Linked DNA regions of Mus musculus: regions 1, 2, 3, 5, 6 and 7 are each linked to region 4. Evidence: chromatin contacts called from public HiChIP or PLAC-seq and promoter capture Hi-C data. All regions are on one chromosome and are shown on one strand. Each heading gives the region's core, a stretch centred on a gene start, on an enhancer-like site or on the middle of the called end of the contact. The rest is flanking DNA. Distances are from core to core; before and after follow the strand shown. Region 1 holds the start of Slc37a1 (solute carrier family 37 (glycerol-3-phosphate transporter), member 1). Region 2 overlaps Mdga1 (MAM domain containing glycosylphosphatidylinositol anchor 1). Region 3 has its middle 79 kb from the start of Ccdc167. Region 4 holds the start of Btbd9 (BTB (POZ) domain containing 9). Region 5 has its middle 75 kb from the start of Mdga1. Region 6 overlaps Mdga1 (MAM domain containing glycosylphosphatidylinositol anchor 1). Region 7 has its middle 43 kb from the start of Ccdc167.

What was found. Promoter capture Hi-C pulls out the DNA fragments that hold promoters and counts their contacts. HiChIP or PLAC-seq counts read pairs in DNA pulled down with a chosen protein or histone mark.
Region 1: an H3K4me3 HiChIP or PLAC-seq map of bone marrow-derived macrophages shows a contact between it and region 4, with 3 times the contacts expected there. The contact joins the promoter of Slc37a1 here to the promoter of Btbd9 in region 4. A contact is called at or near these places in 3 of 39 promoter capture datasets (the HPC-7 cell line, hippocampal neurons and liver), 2 of 115 datasets of contacts at active chromatin or transcription factors (bone marrow-derived macrophages and stem cell-derived neural progenitor cells) and 2 of 9 other capture datasets (adipose tissue and pancreatic islet).
Region 2: a promoter capture Hi-C map of hippocampal neurons shows a contact between it and region 4, with 3 times the contacts expected there. The contact joins the enhancer-like site here to the promoter of Btbd9 in region 4. A contact is called at or near these places in 4 of 39 promoter capture datasets (the 3T3-L1 cell line, HPC-7-derived erythroid cells, embryonic stem cells and 1 more), 3 of 115 datasets of contacts at active chromatin or transcription factors (T-cell acute lymphoblastic leukemia, embryonic forebrain and large pre-B cells) and 1 of 9 other capture datasets (embryonic stem cells).
Region 3: a contact with region 4 is called in a promoter capture Hi-C map of hippocampal neurons, with 5 times the contacts expected there. The contact joins the enhancer-like site here to the promoter of Btbd9 in region 4. A contact is called at or near these places in 7 of 39 promoter capture datasets (the 3T3-L1 cell line, the C10 cell line, cranial neural crest and 4 more), 1 of 484 Hi-C or Micro-C datasets (embryonic stem cells) and 4 of 115 datasets of contacts at active chromatin or transcription factors (the NIH/3T3 cell line, embryonic forebrain, forebrain and 1 more).
Region 5: an H3K27ac HiChIP or PLAC-seq map of embryonic stem cells shows a contact between it and region 4, with 3 times the contacts expected there. The contact joins the enhancer-like site here to the promoter of Btbd9 in region 4. A contact is called at or near these places in 2 of 39 promoter capture datasets (the 3T3-L1 cell line and HPC-7-derived erythroid cells), 6 of 115 datasets of contacts at active chromatin or transcription factors (the NIH/3T3 cell line, embryonic forebrain, embryonic stem cells and 2 more) and 1 of 9 other capture datasets (embryonic stem cells).
Region 6: an H3K27ac HiChIP or PLAC-seq map of embryonic stem cells shows a contact between it and region 4, with 11 times the contacts expected there. The contact joins the enhancer-like site here to the promoter of Btbd9 in region 4. A contact is called at or near these places in 3 of 39 promoter capture datasets (the HPC-7 cell line, HPC-7-derived erythroid cells and cranial neural crest), 7 of 115 datasets of contacts at active chromatin or transcription factors (differentiating embryonic stem cells, embryonic forebrain, embryonic stem cells and 3 more) and 1 of 9 other capture datasets (embryonic stem cells).
Region 7: an H3K4me3 HiChIP or PLAC-seq map of forebrain shows a contact between it and region 4, with 5 times the contacts expected there. The contact joins the enhancer-like site here to the promoter of Btbd9 in region 4. A contact is called at or near these places in 5 of 39 promoter capture datasets (the 3T3-L1 cell line, cranial neural crest, embryonic stem cells and 2 more), 12 of 115 datasets of contacts at active chromatin or transcription factors (the 230-238 cell line, differentiating embryonic stem cells, double positive thymocytes and 7 more) and 2 of 9 other capture datasets (adipose tissue and embryonic stem cells).

Annotation. Positions count from the first base shown.
Region 1 is chr17:31,294,732-31,297,474 of GRCm38.p6, reverse strand. Slc37a1 (solute carrier family 37 (glycerol-3-phosphate transporter), member 1) reads right to left here and starts at 1,251. Exons shown (of 20, transcript NM_001242427.1): 1 at 560-1,251. Gm30139 (a long non-coding RNA gene) reads left to right here and starts at 2,614. Exons shown (of 3, transcript XR_001782201.2): 1 at 2,614-2,743.
Region 2 is chr17:29,833,652-29,836,351 of GRCm38.p6, reverse strand. The region is part of intron 14 of Mdga1 (MAM domain containing glycosylphosphatidylinositol anchor 1); the gene reads left to right. Among named protein-coding and RNA genes, the nearest start is that of Mdga1, 54 kb to the left of the region's middle. Within about 2 kb of position 1,406, at least 6 of the 459 cell types and tissues checked have an H3K27ac peak or open chromatin away from gene starts, as enhancers often do. A contact at or near this core is called in hippocampal neurons, where this site is marked.
Region 3 is chr17:29,794,649-29,797,348 of GRCm38.p6, reverse strand. No RefSeq gene overlaps it. Among named protein-coding and RNA genes, the nearest start is that of Ccdc167, 79 kb to the right of the region's middle. Within about 2 kb of position 1,363, at least 65 of the 459 cell types and tissues checked have an H3K27ac peak or open chromatin away from gene starts, as enhancers often do. A contact at or near this core is called in embryonic forebrain, embryonic stem cells, forebrain and 1 more, where this site is marked.
Region 4 is chr17:30,575,002-30,577,701 of GRCm38.p6, reverse strand. It overlaps Btbd9 (BTB (POZ) domain containing 9), which reads left to right and starts at 1,415. Exons shown (of 11, transcript NM_027060.1): 1 at 1,415-1,556.
Region 5 is chr17:29,812,215-29,814,914 of GRCm38.p6, reverse strand. No RefSeq gene overlaps it. Among named protein-coding and RNA genes, the nearest start is that of Mdga1, 75 kb to the left of the region's middle. Within about 2 kb of position 1,289, at least 15 of the 459 cell types and tissues checked have an H3K27ac peak or open chromatin away from gene starts, as enhancers often do. A contact at or near this core is called in embryonic stem cells, where this site is marked.
Region 6 is chr17:29,853,745-29,856,476 of GRCm38.p6, reverse strand. The region is part of intron 2 of Mdga1 (MAM domain containing glycosylphosphatidylinositol anchor 1); the gene reads left to right. Among named protein-coding and RNA genes, the nearest start is that of Mdga1, 33 kb to the left of the region's middle. Within about 2 kb of position 1,391, at least 12 of the 459 cell types and tissues checked have an H3K27ac peak or open chromatin away from gene starts, as enhancers often do. A contact at or near this core is called in embryonic stem cells, where this site is marked.
Region 7 is chr17:29,758,728-29,761,451 of GRCm38.p6, reverse strand. No RefSeq gene overlaps it. Among named protein-coding and RNA genes, the nearest start is that of Ccdc167, 43 kb to the right of the region's middle. Within about 2 kb of position 1,336, at least 25 of the 459 cell types and tissues checked have an H3K27ac peak or open chromatin away from gene starts, as enhancers often do. A contact at or near this core is called in forebrain, where this site is marked.

The DNA.
Region 1 (2,743 bases), core at 2-2,501, 720 kb before region 4:
TCCAGTCTTTAGCACACAGGCAACATCAAGGCAGCCTAAGGCAACCTGTCAAAATGATGGCACTTTATAAAAGGGCAAACCTGGGAACCAAACTCCCTCCAAAAGCTTCAAGAGTTTTGTTTTAAACCAAGACAAACACTAACTCCTCTAATCGAGCCCTTTCTAAGCGTTTAAAGGCTCCATTGGCCGTGGGAGATAAACAGAAACTGTTATTTTCACTTGTCCTGAGCTTAAATACAAGGAGTCAGAATTCTATCCACCATAGCTCTTAGCCCACTCACAGCAAACAACGCACCCCGGGTGTTCTCCACCGAACCAGACCTGTAACAATACTCCCAGGAACTCAGGGTGCAAACAGGACCCCCAAAAGAGGGAATTCTGTGTAAAGCCGAATAATATATTTACCAACTCGCCCAACTTCACGCAATTTAAGTTCCAGGGCGAGAAGGCAGGTAGGGAGGCAGGCAGGTGCAGAGAGCTCTAAAGACCAGGAAAAAGCACCTTAAGAATTTAAACCAAGAGCAAGGGGAGGGTCTTCCGTTCAAATGCAAATCTTTACCTGCGGGCCACCAAGATCCTTGGGTGGACCCTAAGTGCGCGGAGCTGGGGGACTTTTCCGGTGGTTTAAACCCTTTATTACCGCCCAGACGGTGGCTGTCACTGCGTTGGCCACAGAGCCCGGGCTCCGGGAAGCAGTTCTTTTAGCAAACAAACAACCGGAGCCCAGGGTGCTGGCTGAGAGCTTTCCCAAGGGCTTTGCGAGCCGGCTCCTCCTCCCAGGTCCTACAGCCGCTTGGCCGGGTGGTGAAGGCTACAGGCACGCCCACGTCCCCTACGAGCGGCAGCAGACAAAGCGCTGGGTCTCCGGCAGGCGTCTTCTCACAGCTGTCACTCGCGGCCTGGGGCCGGGAGGGGACCCAGCATCACAGCTAGGCGACCCCAGCCCCCGGGTCTCAGGGAACCTTTTGCTTCCACTTTCCCCGGGAATTCAACGTCACCAGCACCGGATCGCCCCCGCACTGTCTCTCAAGGCCACTCTAGGAGCCCTTACTTCAAAGACGTCCCACTCTAGGAAAAGCGCTTGGTTTGTCCCCGGCTCTCCAGCCACACAGCAGAGGGAGACAAACGGCGGAGAGGCCGAAGCGGGGCCCACGGCAGGTGCGTGGCGGCTGGCAGGTGAGCGCCGCTGGGGAGGGTCCTCCGTTGTCCCCGCGCCTACCTGCGCTCCGCAGCCCGCGTCGCGTGCTTCCTGCCGTCGACTTCCTGGAGCGGCCGCCCTTTCACTTTCCCGGCCCTGTGAACGCCGACCCTGTGCGGCTCCTCCCTCTCCCGCGCGCCCCCTGACCCCGGCCCCGCGCGCGCCCAAGGGATGCTCAGATCGCACACAGCCCGGAGATGCTCAGCTGGAGCATCCTCTAGCTGTTCCTGGGTCCCCACACCTGCCTGTCATGCTCTCCTAGGCCCCGCAGGACGCCGGGCTCTTACTGGCATGGTGCCCAGCAGCCAAACGCTAGCTCCTAGGGGACCTCACCACCACCAGGCTTTTGTCCCCGAGGCGGACCTTACTAATGCCAGCGACATAGACAAGTTCCGAGGTAAAGATTTGCTCCCTCGGAGTCCTGGACTGAGGATGGCCTCTCTCGGCCTACCACATCAAGTGTCAAGAGTCAAGAGCATCCGGTATGCTACAAATGGAGCTGGCACACGCCTGGTACCGCACCTGTGTCAGTGTGATAAATGGCTTGCATGGTTAAGTCCTGAAGGCCAGCCACCCCGGTCATGAGAAGTGCCCTGGCACACAGCTTCCTGGTCAATTCCGGATAATTATCTTTCAAACCCCACACCTCCTGCCAAGAATTGATCCTGGAAAGTCCGGGAAGGGCCTGATTACTTTTCTAAAGGGCATCTGCCTCACGCCTCCACGTGTCGGCCTGGCCTGGCATCCAAAGCCAGTCCTGCCGCTCAGCCCCCTGCCGCAGATCAGCACCTGCCTGGAACAGCAAAACCAGGCAGGAAAACAACTTCCTAGGAACACCCACTGGGTAAAACCGTGCCTAAACCAAAACCAACCCGATGCATGAACAGAGAGAGCCAGGGCGAGGGTGAGGAGTGTTTGGCGGGGGTAACTAGCGCCCTCTTCAGACTGGTTGGTGTACAGGCGGCCCACAGCTTCACTCTCCTCCCCACAGCCCACCCGCGCCACAAGCGCGAACGCAGTCTGCTGAATTGGGGAAGGCCCAGCCATACTTCTATCTACAGGCTTTTGAGAAGTGTTCTGTACCCTACAAGCAAAGTTGACTTCCTGTTTGAGCCACCTGCACCCACATCTCATATAGAAGTGGCCGGGGAACTCTGGCCACTCTACCCTGTTCCTTTGGCTAGATGTTTCCCACCCCACCCCCCTTTTTTTCCTCCCTAACTCTCCATTCCTTGTAGGCAGCAACTCAAGTGGACGCTTACATCTACTCTAGGCGCCTCCTCCCCATGTCACTAGTTCTCAGGCCTGCCATCACCAAGCTTGCTCAAGAGTCCCTTGCCCTTATGCCTGTGTTCCGTGGTTTTGTTTTGTTTTCTGTAGCTGCCCCAAACTACCCCAGCCAAAGTAAAATTTGAGCTCCCCAACTTGATTGACCACTTTTAGAAGGCCTTTCCTTACAACAGAGAACACAGCCTCCCGAGGAAGCTGAGACAGGACCCTGAGGCCAATTGCTCAGCCGAAGAGCCTCAGAAAAACTTCCGGGTT
Region 2 (2,700 bases), core at 157-2,656, 740 kb after region 4:
AAGGGGGACTCTCACTGACAAACCTATGGGACAGGAATGGTCTGTTCCAGAGGCGAAAGGCATCCTGCCCACTGACAGAATCCTCCAGCTGTGGAGAGACTCCATCCCAGGTCACACTACTTCTTGGCTCAGGACCCTCTGACCCTTTCTGTCACCATCCTCAGGTCTCCCATGCCAGGCACAGTTCTACCCATCTCTGACCTTAATTGTTACCACCTGACGCTGGCACCCCAGTGCCTGGCTTGAATAAGGGCACATCCCTGCTTCTGTGGGCTTTGCTCAGAGTGGTCCCTGGCCTGGACAATTATTAATTCCTTCACTTGGGTCTCCTGGGGGAATCCCTCACTACCCCACTGAAGGTAGCTGTCCTTTATTGCTTTTTCATTTTTTAAAAAATATTTATTTAGGGGCATCGGTTCCCATTACAGATGGTCATGAGCCACCCTGGGGTTGCTGGGAATTGAACTCAGGACCTCTGGAAGAGCAGTCAGTGCTCCTAACCGCTGAGCCATCTCGCCAGACCCTTATTTTTTCATTTTTATGTGCACACATGGGAGGGGGGCTCTGCGAATTTTCTAGTCTGTATATGTGCCCCTGCCTGTGGAGTTCAGAGGTCAACCTCAGACATTGTTCCTCGGTCAGACTCCACCTTATTTACGTTTTGTTTTGTTTTGCTTTGAGGGTCTTTCGATCTGCCTGCCTTTGCCTTCTGTGTGCTAGGATTATAGACATGCAATACCATATCTGGCCAATGTTAAGTTTCTGAGAAAGTGTCTTTCACTGAACCTGGAGCTCATTGATTTCACTAAAGAGACAGCCTGGCAGTCAAAACAATAGTTGCTGTTCTTGAAGGGGACCTGGGTTCAATTCCTAGTGCCCACATGACATCTCAAAATGGTTTGTAATCCTGTTTGGGGGCATCTGATGCCCTTGTCTGATCTCCTTTGACACCAGACACTCTTGTATACACACTTATATACATGCAGACCAACACTCATACACATAAAATAAAAATGAATAAATCTTTTTTTAAAAATTGTTTCTGAAACAGGGTCTCAGCACGAGCTAAAACTCATATTTGTTTTGCAGTTGGGGGCTTGTAAGGCCTCTGAAAAGCATTGGGTCTGGGCCACGCTGAAGCCAGAGTGGCCATTTCCTGCTTGGCTAGGACAAGTAGCTACCCTCTTAGGTACCCATCCTTGACTGTTGAGGTCCCGCTGGCTTTGAGCTGTTAGCGTGTCCCCCAGTGTCCCCCAGGCCTGGTGCTGCTATATAACCCCCCCTCCCCACGGTGCCTGGCAGCTCTGGACACCAGCTGTCCCTAAACTTTGTGTCTCGTCAGCTCTCCTTGGTCCCAGCCAACTCCCTTTCATCCAAGGCAGGTAACATTTGGTGACTCGCCCCACAACAGGGGGGAGGGGGCAGCTGTCTGTCTATCTGGCATCACAGATGGTGCAGCTTTGTCTGTGGGCAACGCCATGGAAATGCCAGCCACCGGGAGCCTCTGAAGATGGATTTCCTTTCCTGCAGAGCCAGGTCTCTTGTGCCACAAGATGGGCTGAAAGAGACAGCCAGTGGACAATGACCGCAACTGGGTGCCTTACACTAAAGCTGCAATCCGCTCTTCTCCCCGTGCCCCTCAGAGCTCCTGGGGTTCCAGATCCCCCAAGGCTGCACAGATGGGTTCACCGCCCCTAGGCTAGTGCCCCCAACTCTTACTCTAATTCTATTCGCCATAGCCAAGTAGCTCCCCCACCCACCCACCCACATCGATGTCTTTTAACTAAATCGTTCTGTGTCCCAGTGTTGATTTATTTAGCTGTGCCTAGCATCAGTGTTAGGGAAAATCTGGCTGGGATGGTTGGCTTTACCCAGTGCACAAGACATCCAGATAAAGGAGCCGGAGAGCTGGCTCAGAGGGTGAAGTGTTTACTGCTCAAGCGTGAGGCCCTGAATTCAGATCCTCAGGGCCCAAGGGAAAGCTGAGTGGCAGATCACACCTGTAACCTGACGGGGCTGGGGAGATGGGGACCAAGACAGGAAAAACCTAGGGATCTACTGGCAAGCCAGCTGTCTATCCCTGAGCTACACACACAATAATAATAATAATAATAATAATAATAATAATAATAATAATAAATATAATTTAAAGCCACACATGCATGAGCCTTCAGGATGGCCCAGTAATAGTTTCTGATAGCAAGTTCAGTCCCCAGAATCCACATGGTAGAAGAAGAAGCTGACTCCCACCTACTCGTTATCCTGTGACCACACACACACTATGGCATGTGCCCACCTCTCTCCTAAAATCAATGAATGAATAAATGAATATATAGATAAATAAACAAAGCTACAAGAGATGGCTCAGAGGTCAAGGGCACTTGCTGTTCTCAGAGATCCCTGCGTTTGGTTCCTGGCACCGTGTCAGGCAGTTTATAGTGACCTGTCACCCTGGTTCTAGTGGCTCCTGTGCTCTGTTGTGGCCTCCACAGATGTGTGTGTGCATACATGCACATAAATAAAAAGGAATATCTCTCTCTTTCCCTCCCTCGCTCTCCCTCTCTCTCTTTCTACATACATACATATATACATATATATGTATATGTATGTGTGTGTGTATATATGTGTGTGTATATAATATATATTAAAACTATACAAATAAAGATGGCCAGTCCCTCTCTGCAGCCCACTTACAATGTA
Region 3 (2,700 bases), core at 114-2,613, 780 kb after region 4:
CTCCATCTTGAAGTTAGGAGCAACAGCATTATCAGTTGTACAAAGAACTCTGGAGACCATTTACAGGAGCACAAACTGGCCCAGAGAAGGGAAGGGACCCATCTCAACAACACAGAACTTCAGGTCATCTACCCCAAATCCAGCTTGGTCTCCCTACAACTGGTTTTGATCCCAACACCCCTTTCTGTGACCCTCTTTGTCATCTCTGTCCCCAGAGCCCCCTCCCCCGTTTCTCTCTTTCTCCTGGCCCCCACCCTGCAGATACCTTGGGATCAATTTCCTCCTTTCTCAAGACTCAATTTGGAACACAGTTACTGAGGAATCAGCACCGTGAATCCCAGCAGTGGCCACCAGGTGTCCGTGGGCTCCTTGCAATCTGGGCGCCACACCTCTCACCTCCTCTCAAAACCGCGACCCTCACTTCTCATTTTTCCTGCAGAGGATCTGGCTGCCCCACTCCCACCCGCCACCACCCCCAGCACAGCTCTGGACAAGTTCATCTTTGTCAACTAATTATTGAACGGTTTATTTCACACCAGGAAGTGATAGCCGCCTGTTAAGTTAGCACCTTAATTACACACACGCATTCACACGCACCACAGAGGTTGGTATCACATGCCCTCCCCCCCCCCAAGGGTGGCATCACGCCCCTGCTGTCCCCCCTTCCCCGCGTGGCATCACGCGCCCCGTCCCCTCCCCCAAGGGTGGGAAGAAGGAGCAAGGTTGAGACCTGACTATGTGGCCCTGGGTCGGGTCCCTCTGGATTGTGCTTCATGGACATACTCAAATGGAGTTCTCAGAGTCCGTCTACGAACAGAAAAGGGGACCCAGAGAACTAAATGAGGTCATAGAACAGGCAGGCTTCTACTTTCGTCCAGGGTAGTCTGAGTATACAGGAGACACTTGGAACATCTGTCCCACCACCCACGTGCCCACTATCTTATATCTCATGCCTGCTGGTCTCCTGGCTACCCCTTTACAATATTGGGCAACCCCTACCCTCAGGGCCTTTGCTTTTCTGTGCAGCCCGGGCTCTGTTCTAATCAGTTCCCTCCATCGCCCCCTGCTGGCCTGCCAGTAGAGATTGTCTTTCCAGAAGGAACTCGGAAGAGCCTTTTAAAAATTGTTAACTGTCACCAGTTTCTCTGTTTCTTATTTTCCCCCTTCAAATATTTCGTTATACTCAAAACTGTGTTTTCCTTACTTGTTATCCTGTGTCTCTAACCAAAGTACGAGATATATAAGGTTTGGGAATTTTTGTGAGTCTCACTACCACCCACTTCTTCCTCCAAACCTGTCTGTGTCATCAGCAAGGAGGCCTGTGCCTGGCATAAAATAAACACAGTTAATCACTGTCAGATGAATGAATGGATGACAGAGAAGATGGAAGAATGAATGAATGAATGAATGAATGAGGAGCTATTAGTGTGCAATCCTATGAATGTGGTAAGATCAAGGATGATCCGTTCCCCCAGAACCAGGAATTTGGGGGAGATTCTTGGTAGAAATCGGGTTCCCCCGTCCAAAGAGGAAACTGCAGGAAAAGTCATTTTAAAAGGCGAGAGCTCCTGTTGATTTCATGTCTGCGCATGCCTCAGGGCTAGCAGGTCTGGCTTGCCCCTCCATCAGTCTCTGGCAGATCGGTCCCCACCACCCCTCCCGACTCTCCCCAGGGAGGGGACAGGAACAGGAGAAGTTGCAGACACTTTGATTAACTCCCCAGCAAGAGTCCCCACGCCTGTGTCTCCTTCTCATCCCCGCCCCCCTTCCCCCCAGGCAGTAAGCGGGGACAGTGTGTGGAGGACTGGAGGATGGGCAGGGGCGCTGCGGGGGGAGGGGCACGGGGACCGCGGCTCTGAGTGGGTGGAGAGAAAGGTCCTCATCTCTTCGAGCTGAGATTCTGTTGCCCTTATTCCAGGCCTGAGGGGTTGGAGGCCCTGACAGCCAGAGTGGGCCTGCAAAGCTCCAACCTGCTGTCCCCTCCTCGGCCCCTCACCCTCTCTCTCCTTCAAGCTGGGCTGTCCCTCCCCACCCCGAAACGAAGATGGTGATTTTTTTTCTTCTTTAGAGCCAGTTTTCCCCCAAATCTCTGGAGATGCTGGGAGCTGCTGTTTCCATGGAAACCTACCCGCCAACCTCACGGAGGTGGAGTTGGGCGGCCGCCCCCTCCCCTCCGCCTGCACAGCCTGGCTCTAGCACGCAGGGGGCCCAAGTTGCGAATCATCCCCTCCCCCTTGTCCCCCGATGGGGCTCTCAGACTGAGCAAGGCAGTGTGTTTGGCTTTGACCTGGCCTGGGACCAGTACCAACCAGGCCAGGCAGACATGGGGCGGCTATGGGGCAGGCGGCAGGTTTGCATAGCATCTTCCACTCCCAAACAACTGACAAGGGACCACCTCCGCCACCTCAGCCAGGGACCGGCCCTGAGGCTGGATTTTTTGTTTTGTTTTATTTTGTTTTGTTTTGTTTTTTTCCTAAGAAATTCTTCAAAGCTCCCACTTATCTCTGATCTGGGGGTTCCCCTCATTTCTCAAGCCACTCCATCCGAATTCCTCAGGGCCCAGGCATTCAGAATGTAAATGATAAAAATCCACAAAACAATAGATAAATAAAATAAGCAAAATTCTATGCAACTCAGGTGAGGAAGAAATTGATCCCAAGGTACAAAGAGAAGCTTCTAAAACCTGGCCCCTTGGGCCTG
Region 4 (2,700 bases), core at 166-2,665:
TGTTTCTTCAAAGATCTCCCACTTCAGTTTGCCCCCCCCCCCTTTTTATTTTTTTGGTTTTTCTGAGACAGGGTTTCTCTGTATAGCTCTGGCTGTCCTGGAACTCACTCTGTAGACCAGGCTGGCCTCAAACTCAGAAATCCACCTGCCTCTGCCTCCAGAGTGCTGGGATTAAAGGCATGCGCCACCACCGCCCGGCTCCCTTTGTTTTTTTAAATGTACCAATCCCGAAGTCAATTCTCCAAGGACAAATAAATTGGGGACACGTGTATCGGAAAGTAGATGTATTAAATTGATGGATATCGTTCCACATGGAAGATGAGAGCGGAGAATGTTTCCCCAACCAACGTATCCACATTCCATCGTTCTACCATGTCATCCGTAAGGAATGTCACTACCATTTAGTAACTGACACACAAAGGCAGCTTTCTTTCCGTCTTGCTAAATGTTACTCCCACCTGTCTCAGCAACCACGCTAGAAACCTGGCCTACCTATTCATTCCCCCGCTCAGAGCTGGCCTCCGCGTTTCCATCCCCACCGCCAGAGTCTAGGTTGTGGCTCTGATCCTTCACTGGCCCAGCCCTAACCCTTGCTGTGTCTGTTCATTTTCACTGCCCATTTAAGTCGTCTTTGCTTGGAATTAAGTCTTCCATCTTCAAACCCACACACCCAGGTAAGTAACTTTCAAGAGTGACGACTCTCCAGTTTCGGCCAGGAAAGACCTACAACCCAATTTCTACGGCTTCAAAGTTCACAGTGCCTGCTTCTTATGTGAAAGATGGAGTCTAATGGGCTTTATACGTTACACTTGGTAGTCCTGGAGTGTCGAGGACTTATGTCCGGGCTTTCTGTCAGGGTCTTGAAATAAGGAGTTCGAATGAGATCAGTTCGCCCGCAGCCTCGCATGCATTATTTCGTCCTAAGTTGACACCTTTCTAGCGCAGGCAAGTCGGGTATCCGTCTTCCCACTGACAGAAGGAGGAAACTGAGTCGTGGTATTTCAGGCCTGGCCTCGTAGCACCTTCATGCTGGTAATGCCTCTCTTGGCCCATTCTCCTCGTCCAACTTCTCGCACGTAGCTGACTGTCCATCAGGCAAGCGACTAAGTGCAGAAAGACGAGGCTTTCTCCAACCGGCGCTCCGGCTCGTCCCCTTACGCAGTGACGCGACCGATGACGCTATTCAGTGACGTGTGATGACGTGCCTCACCCTGAGCCAGGTGTCGGCAGGGCGGCCACACCCTCAGGGCCCAGTACTGGAGGGGCAGTGGCTCCGACCTGGGGAAACACGCCGCAAGACCCCCGCCTGAGGCGACCTGGGGCCCTGGCGTCCTGGGTTCTACTGGCCCACGGTTGAGCCGTTGCTAAGTGACGCCAGCGCGCAGAGCGCGTGCGCGGCCACGGCGGTGTGCGTGAAAGCGGGCGCGCGCCGCGACGGCGGCGGCGAGGAAGGCGGCGACGGCGGCGGTCGAGGGGGCGGTGGCCACGAGGCGGGGTCGCTGCTGGCGGAAGAGACGTGTGTGGCGGCTTCTAGGTCGCTGAGGGACATCGTCGGGGTGAGTCGCCCGGACCGCTCGTGAGAGTTGGGGCCTGGCCGCACCTGCTGCGCGGGCCCGGGGCGCGGGGACGCGCTCCCCCTCCCCGCCGGACCCGCGCGCGCCGCTCCACGCCCCTCGGCCGCTGGTTCCGGGGGCGGGGACGGGGGCTGAGGAGGGTCAGTTCCCGGGCCTGGCGCTCTGGGGTGGGGGTGGGGGGGGGTGAGAGGGGGGCGCTGGAGAGAGGGGTGCCGAGGGACAAGTGACTGGACTCCAGTGCGACGCTGCCGGTTTCCTTTTAGGAATTTGAAGCGGGAGAAGCCCGCGTTCCTCAGCAGCCGCGCGTCCACACTGAGACGCCGACTGTGCAAACCTGACAAACGCGGAAATGGGGACCCTCGGGGTTCGCAAAGTTTTGGGGTAAACCGCGAAGAGATCCGTCAGCTCTACCCTGGCGGGTCTGGGAGTAGGAGCGGGTTGTTAGAGAGATCGTTAGAATCTGTGCCTGCGTGAGCGTCGGGCACACCCACGACCCGGGGAAGGCGACTTGTCAGTGAAGATGCTGGTTGACTAACCTGTTGCCTGGACCTTCCAGCCTCACGTGCATGCCCACGTGCTTCTCTGAACATTATTATTATTATTATTATTATATCCTGTGTTGATCCACATTTTTGAAGCCAAGGGACCATATCCATCCAGTATTGTTACTTCCTCATAGACTCAAATCTGCCCTTGTATCTATTTCCCAGAACCGTGCTGTGCTTTGGCCATTTCAAGGGTCTTGCAGGTAGAGCAGCCCTGCCTTTTGTGTGTGTTCTTCCCAGAAGCAGTGCGGGCTGTTATTTATCTGGTGGAAATGTAGATTGTGTTTCACGCGTGGGCTGGCATGGTGAGACTGGAGTTAAATGATGCAACTGGCCATCAGCCAGTATACAGGATTCTGTTGGGTCCGTTGTATGTGGTGGTTTTTTAAGGAGGAATAATGGAGACAAATGGAAGAAATAATCTTTCCCGTTATGAGTTAAAGGCAGTGCCAAGTGAGAGTGACAAGATAGGGAGCACTGACATTTGATCATGCCTAAAAACTGAGGGACATAACTTTAGAGTTTCCACCCAGAGTCTAAAATCAGGAGATTCAGTTTTATAACGGAGTCTCTGTAAGGTA
Region 5 (2,700 bases), core at 40-2,539, 760 kb after region 4:
TTGTATTCCGAGATGTCATTTACTAGGCTCGGGGCTGGGGGGTGGGAGTGGAGAAGGACATACACAGTTGTTTTTAATTACATTTGGTTTGCTAATTTCTGATAGAAAATAAATATTTACTGAGAGCCGTATTTCTTCATTTCACGCCAGCTGACTCTCGGAGTTTATCGGATGCCCAAACAGGCCCTCCTTCCCCTCCCCCGCTCACATCCTCCCCTCAAGTCCCCACCCTCTTACTGGAGTCACACTCTGGAGCCTGGAGAAGGAGATGGGAAGGGAGAGATGGGGAAGATGGGAAGGCGGAAGGGGGTCAAGTTCAAGTGCGGACAGTACCAAGAGAGTCTGAGGACACAGAGATGATCCTCCTTCCTCAGTCTTAAGCATGATAGCTGTAGCAGAGGCCAGAAGGCACGATGGCTTTAGCCCTGATGTGTCTGTCCTGGGTCTGTCCCTACTTATGGGCCACTTCTAAGGATGCTCAGTCTACCCTGTGCTAGGATGCAATCACTCTGGCTTTGAGACGGACTCTCTGAGGACCAGTATCTGAAGTGTTTTGGATGATGAGTGGACAGGTTTTAAAAGGCCGCCCTGTTGACTCTTCTCTCTCCGACCAGCCTTCTGGAGATAATAGGAGATGGAGGAGAAAGTGTGGGAGGAGAGGGGGAAGGCCTAGGGGTGTGGTAGGGTGAGCCCCTTGAGGGAGGTGGCGTGCATCATAGGATGTGGCTACAAGACCAGAAGTGCCACTTCTGTTGCTGTGTGCGCAAAGGTTCATGGGTACAGAAGCAAATATACACACTTGGGCTTGTGCAGTGTGCGTGCGCGGGCACACACACGTGTGTGCACACACACACACACACACACACACACACACACACACACACACACGTTTTTTTACATACACTACAGAGCCTGGAAGAGGTCACTGGATCCCCTAGAGGAGGAGTTACAGGCAGTTGTGATTCACCTTGTAGGTGTTGGGAAGTGAGCTAGGGTCTTCCTCAAGAGCAGTCAAGTAATGCCTGCCCCTCTTCCAAGGTCCCAGTGACAAACTGAGACACGATTCAGAGTGAACCAACGTTCACTCCAAAGAATCAACGAATTGATTGGGCTTCCTTACAGAGCCTAGGTGAGGGCTTATTCACAGCAGTGGGGGCACACCTTACCCAACTGGCTACACCTGGAAAGCTGTGCCCATCAGACACGAGAGCCATTTCCTGTAACTGCATGAATGGAGCCCTGTCTCAGGATTTCTGTATAAGATGGCCCCTCCCCCAGGCTATTTGCTAGGTTGCCTGGCAGGGAGCAACCAACTACTCTACTCTACTCGCAGAGAACCTCTAGTGCTATTTCACCGTGGGGGTGGGGGCAAACCACCACCCAGCCCAGCCCAGCCTAGCCCAGCCCAGCCCAGCCCAGCCCAGCCCAGCCCAGCCCAGCCCAGCCCAGCTGAGAGGATTCCTTTGCATGAGGCACAGCTGAACTTCCTGAGGTGTTGGATTCTTGGCTCTGAGAAGTCTCAGGACACAACCGCTGAATGGTCTCCCCAGGATCCCATCCCTGTGCTTTGAGACAGGATCTCTCACTGGCACCTGGGACTTCTTGGTCCCCAGGGAGCCTGTCACCAGATTCTCAGCACTGGGGATCCATCCAAGCATCACTATACCTGGCTTTTTCTGTGGCTTCTGGGACTAGAACAAAAGTCCTTGCATAATTTACAAATTGAGCCACGCCCCCTCCCCCCTCCCCCCCCCGCAGCCCTACACACTTCTCGATGCAGATCACAGTGGTCTTGGCCTTGATGCCTTCTTGGTGCTGATCAGAGGGATTACAGCCTCTAACTAGTTGAGGATACGGGCAAACAGGGTCTGAGTCTCCGCAGGTCTTATAGGGCTTTCCTTGATACATAAGGCGCCCTGGCTTCTTCAACCCCACTCATGATAGCCAAAGTTGCCTGTGGGCAGAGTCAGATGTGATAAACCCAGGTGTGCACAGATGGCCCTCACTGAGAAGCTTTGCTGAGTAGCTAGACAGAGAGCAGAAGGGAGGAGCCTGGGAGCCAGAGCGGGGAGGGGGAGGAGTCTTAATGGTGCCCCCAAAGGAACCCCACAACTTAAGAAGATCTGAGGGCAGGAGAGTGGATAGGTCCCTGCCCCCAGCCTGATTTTGAAAGCCATGGTAAGCCAAGACTTTTTTTTTTTTCCAATTACATTTCAATTTAGCTCAATTACTTTTCCATTATTGTTCAAGCGACTCGGTTTTAATTGAAGCTGGTGGTTCTTATCTTCCTCATCCCCCACATACAAGGTGGGGGGGGGTAGGAGGTGGAAGAAGAGAGTTGGGAGTGAGGCCTAGGAGCGGTGGCACCTTCAGGTGAAAGGTCAAGGCTCACCTGGAGCTTTGGGACACCCCCTGAGTGGCCAAAATTAATCTGCACGGTGACAGAGAGAGACATGAAGAAGCAAAGTTGTTGAACAACTCTGACCAATACAGTGATCCATTTCTATGCCTGGTTTCAATCCCTGCAGTTTCAGATAGCTATGGTCCAAAACTATTCACCTGGACTCCTTGAGGAGGGAGCCACTGTGCTTGCAGGACTTTTTTTTGTGATGCGCTGTTACAATTGTTTTGTTTACAATGGCACATCCTTTTTGGGCTTCTTCATAAACCCAACTTTATGGTGGTAGGCATGCGCATATG
Region 6 (2,732 bases), core at 142-2,641, 720 kb after region 4:
CTTTCATAGCTTTGGCTTTGAGATAAGCAGATGCGCCAGGAAACCCCTGAAGATTCCTTCCACCTAAAGCCTCCCTCCGTGACGGCTCGATCACGCTCAAAGGTTTCTTTGGCATTGAAGACTGTGCAGCTGCCATTTCTGTGAATCTGTGTGTCACACGGGATGGCAGGGAGGTGGCTGGTGAGTCTAGTGAGGAGGTTGCCAGGCTATACCCACCATCTGTGCACGAATCCCGTATGTCCCCACTGGTGGTCATGGCTGGGTGACGGGGCCCCATGTAACCCAAACAGAGCCTCAAATTGCTGCCTAGCTAAGGATAACTTTGAACTTTGACCTTCCTGCTTGGACTTGCATACTGCTGACACTCCAGATGCAAGCTTTGCGTAACGCACGTCTGGTTTATGCAGTGCCAGGGATGGATCCCAGGTCTGGTTCATGCTAGGCGTGTTGGGTAAGCACCCTCTGTCTTCCTGTTTCCATCACTGGCTTCATCGTTCACCCTGTCAAACAAGCTTACATTTTTGGCTCTGCCCCCATTTCCCCCATAGCTGGCTGGCCAGACTCTGGCTTTCTGTGTGGTCTCCTCTCCATAGGCCCACCTAGCTCAGAGCCTCAGCCCTTTCCCTGGTCCTGATACCACTGAGGGAGATGGAATTGATCTCCCAGGCTCTTTGCTTGCCCATTCCCTTCATCCCGTTGGAATGAACACCCTCGAGTCTGCTCTGTTACCTCCTCCCGTCCCCCTTAGCACCAGCCAGTGGCTCCCCATTGTTTATCAGCTTTGCTTAAGCCCCTGGGGGTGCGACTGCAGACTTTCTGTATCCTGGCCCCACTTACCCCTACACACTGCCTCCCTCGGACTTCAGCCCTACTGCTCTGTGTACTGGCCATAGGGGTCTCTCTCATCATTCCCAGTATGTCCCATTAATCCCACTTCTGATATTGAGATAACTTCTCCCCAGATGCCTCCTTTCCTGCTTGCTTCCTTATCGTGACAGCGAGCATCTGTCATGTTCCAAACACAGCACTGGGCGTCAAGGATGCAGCTAGGAACCTATCCATCAGGGGAGCAAGGGTGGGGCCTACAAACCAGGCCAAGGTCAGGATGGAGAACTGAGTGGACACAGATCCCATCAGTCCAAACAAGAAGCAAGGGTGTGGGCATGCCATGGCCTGAGATACCATGGAAATCTATGCAGAATGGGGGGAAGCCATTATCCCAAGTTCTTTGCTGCCATTCAAGTAACCTAGTGACTTTAGGTCAAATTATTGGTCAGGGAGAAGGAGTGATCTAGAGCTAGCAAGCTGGAAAAGGCAGAGGGCTAGGGGTGTGCCCCAGCAGCAGGAGCAGCTGTCTGGTATGCACTCTACATTGTTGCAAAATAAGGTGTCGTGATGCACACCTGTTGTCCCAGCACTTTGGAGATGGAGTCAGACCGGTCTGGAGTTCAAAGTAAGGCCAGCCTGGGCCATTGGAAACCCTGTTTGGAAAATAAAAAGGAGGATGTCCACCAGGTAGGTGGTGAATGCTTATGTAGGGAGTGGCAGGGGTGGGGCAGAATGGACAGACAGATGGAAGCCAAGTAGTCCTCAGGGTAGTCACAGACTTTGTGTTCCGAATTTCTGATGCGAAGGTGTTGTTCTCTTTGGGCCCCCGGAGTGTTCTGGTCTCTTTAGGTCTAAGGAAAAGTTATGGATAAGAAAGACGATTAGTCCCAAAGTTAATTACAAGGACATAAAAGGCCCCTCTGAGAATGAGAAGAGAGTTAAAAGTCACCTTTCCCTGGAGTATGGGAGAGACAGAGAAAAGCAACTGTTCTTTGCTGGACAGGGGAAGAGAACATTTGCTGGGGGTTGGGTGGGACAGTTTTAAAACTGTCAGGTGACAGTCTGTGATAAAACTAGCGGGAGACACCGCTGACAGCCCAGCCATGTGACGTCTCAAGTTAGTGGGATTTTAAGTCAACTAATAGCAAATTAATTGAGAGGGTTTAAGGATTCCCCCCCCCCCCCGCCTGGGTGACAACAGCAGTGATCATAAGCTGAGGAGTCTGAGGCTGTGCACAGCTCAGCAGGAGGTAGAGCCGGCTACATACACAGAGCAGTAAGGCTGAAGTCCGAGAGAGGCAGTGTTCCCATTGCTGTGGGGACAAAATGCCAGAGAAGGTTGACGACTTTTACCTCAGCATCTCACAACTCTCCCAAAGCATGCCCCTACTGTGACAAACTTCTTCAAACCAGTTCCCACTTTCCGGTTTTCACAATCTCCATGCCAGCACATCGGAACCCATCAGTGGTCCATCTCCTCAAAGCCTTGAACACAGGAACCTTTCGGGGATACCGTGATCCAAACCACAGCAGGGCTACAGGTCAGTTCAGGACTAAACTGAAGTGGATGCCCAAGAGCTCCTGCCTGCGAAGCCTGTCCCCAGGGTCACAGCAGGGTACCAACTCCCAGGAGAAAGCAGGACCTTGCCTTAGGTCTTGATCAGTTTGGTACAGGGAAAAAGCAAACAGAAATCATAGAAATAAAAGCAGTAGTGTCTTTTTTTTTAAAGATGGTTTTAATACCTCAGAGACAGCCAAAGAGAAAATTAGTGAATTGGGTACTAGAGCAAAGATATTAACCACAAGTCTGGAGAAGCAATGGAAATCACGAAAAGGGTTCTGAGGATGTAGCTCACTTAGGAGAACTGAGTGAGCACGAACCCCTGGGTTTGACCCCACAGCTG
Region 7 (2,724 bases), core at 87-2,586, 820 kb after region 4:
ACCCCACTACTCTCTCTCTCTCTCTCTCTCTCTCTCTCTCTCTCTCTCTCTCTCTCTCTCTCTCACACACACACACACAGAATAAATATAAAAGTGTTTTAAAAGAGATACCAAAAATAACATCAACAATGCCTCCACTGCTGTGGCATGCTCTCCAGTCCTCTGAGCCAGGTGCTTATTATCACCCCGTCTGTGATTCAAATTTTTAACTACTTCAGTGCCCACTGCCACCTTGGAAGGAGGGTCTGGTGTCACACACACACACACACACACACACACACACACACCCCTACTTGGCAGTTGAGAAGTTAAGGAACTTATCCAAAGCCCCGCTGCCAGATAAAACAGAATGAGCAGTCAGATTCGAATTTTGGATAAGCAAGGACTTATTTTAAAACTGTGTATGCAATATCCCACATTGCATACATATTTTAATTTAAATAGGCACTTTGTAAATCTTCCGGTGCCTGGAAATCGGTCCAAGGTCACGGGCTAGTGACAGTGTGCTGAGGACGGGAACCCGGGCTCCCTCCTCAGCCCTGCGTGTCCAGCTGATACAGTGGGACCTGCTCCAAGGCCCTGGTGGCCAGGGAGGCAAGCAGATGGCTCCGGTCTGTTGAGTAAATCAAACCAAAGAGGCTAGGGAACAACTTGGACGGAAGACTCGGTTCCTTTTCATGCAGAACAGAGTCACCTATGGCTGATGATTCGATTTGCTTTGGGGTCACTTGCCTGATCAAGTATTTAAACCAATTCCTTTCTACCCTGCCCAGCCCCGCCCAACTCCAGCCTGGCCCCGCCTAGCCCTAGATGTCCCCGCCTATCCACACATAACTCCGCCCCTAATCGGTATTCACCTAGGAACCTGACCTATTCCCAACTCCTGCTGTGATTGGCCTGGCCAAAATATCTCTATTCTTTTTTTTTTTTTTTTTTTTTTTGGTTTTTCGAGACAGGGTTTCTCTGTGTAGCCCTGGCTATCCTGGAACTCACTCTGTAGACCAGGTTGGCCTCGAACTCAGAAATCCGCCTGCCTCTGCCTCCTAAATGCTGGGATTAAAGGCGTGCGCCACCACGCCCAGCCCCCATATCTGTATTCTTATATCTCTCCTGTGAGCTCCTGTCTGCAGCCTCAAACCCCAAAGCAAACTACCCCGTGCAGCCTCTAGGAGCTTCAAGGCCTTCCCTCTTACCCGACTGAGCCCTGAGAGTCAATCCCAAGCCTTCCCCACTGGAAACTCGGCAGCCTCGCGTCCCAGGCTGCCACACAGATGCATGCTCTCGTTGTGCATGGAATAATGCGTTTAATTACTTCTTCGAAGGCCGGGCTAATAATAGCGCTTTGCACGGAGGGCCTCGGTCACAGAGGAAAAGCCATGAAAGCGCTCGGCACTGTTCCCAGTGATTTAAAAGCTCCCGTGAATACAGCGTCGCTTTCCTCAAGAGGCAGAGGGAACTGTGCCGAAAAAGCTGTACGGTTTCACTTTTAACTCGCCCGTTTTGATCCACTGAGGTTCTCAGGATGTGGGACGCCCCAAGACTGGAGTAGTGGGGCCAATTCCAATATATGGCGGAAAGAGCTCCTCCCCACTCAAAGAGTGGGATCAAAGGAGCTCCCCGTGAAATCTGGCCTCAGTAATAATATGGAGAATAATAGCTGAAGGTTGGCCCCACAGTGGCCTGACTTTGGTCAGACTTGGGCTGTGGTTTTTTTGGTTGGTTGGTTGGTTGGTTGGTTGGTTGGTTGGTTGGTTTGGGGGGGTGTTATTGTTGCATTGTGTTTTTTTTAAGACAGTCTTTTATATGGACCAGGCTGGCTTCACAGTTTCTATGTATCGGAGGATGCCCTTGAACTTCTGATCCTCCTGCCTCCACCTCCTGAGTGCTGGGATTACAGGCATGTGCCACCAGACCCAAATCACTAGGTGCTGATGATCAAACTCTGGGTCTCCTGCTTGCTAGGCAAACCCTCAACCAACTGAGCCACATCCCAGCCCTCTGGTCAGTTTTACACAGAGCCAGAAACCTCAGGTCTCCACTGACCTGAATGTGAATCCAGAGACTGCTTTGCCCATCTGAGTAGGAGCATTTGGTCTCTGGGCCTCTGTTAGATGAGTGGGCCCAGCTACTTTATGCTTGACTCTCCCCTTCCTCCTCCTCCTCAGCAGTTCGAGCACAGGCAGCATGTTTATATGAGCGCCTCAAAACTGCTGGACACACCCGAGGGGCTCCGTAGGTTTCACAGGAGGTGCACAAATATCAATTGTGATTAGCTTCGGAAAGCTCGGGCTTTTGAAACAGACCAAGGACCCACAGAGATGAGTCCGCATAAGGAGACACGGGTGACCCCGGCGATTGGAGCAGCTGTCCAGAGCAGCCCGTACAGACCAGTTCAAATGGAAAAGAAAAACCCAACAGTCTGCAAGCTCGACATATCCCTGTAATCCCAGCATTCAGGAGGCCGAGGCAAGAGCATGGAAGGTTCAAATCCAGCCTGGGCCACATAGCAAGACCCTGACTCAATCAAAACAGAATAAAGAAAACTGTTCTTAAAAAAAAAAGGGGGGGGGGGTCTGTGACCCACACACAGCTCTGGGATCCATGTACACCTAAGATTTTGTTCTTCAGTAAGCCTTCCACCCTTCCCTTGAAGCAGGGTCCTCACGATGGCCCAGAGAACCACTCTCAGCCACCAGTTCAGTTGGCTGAGACTTGTGGTCCTGT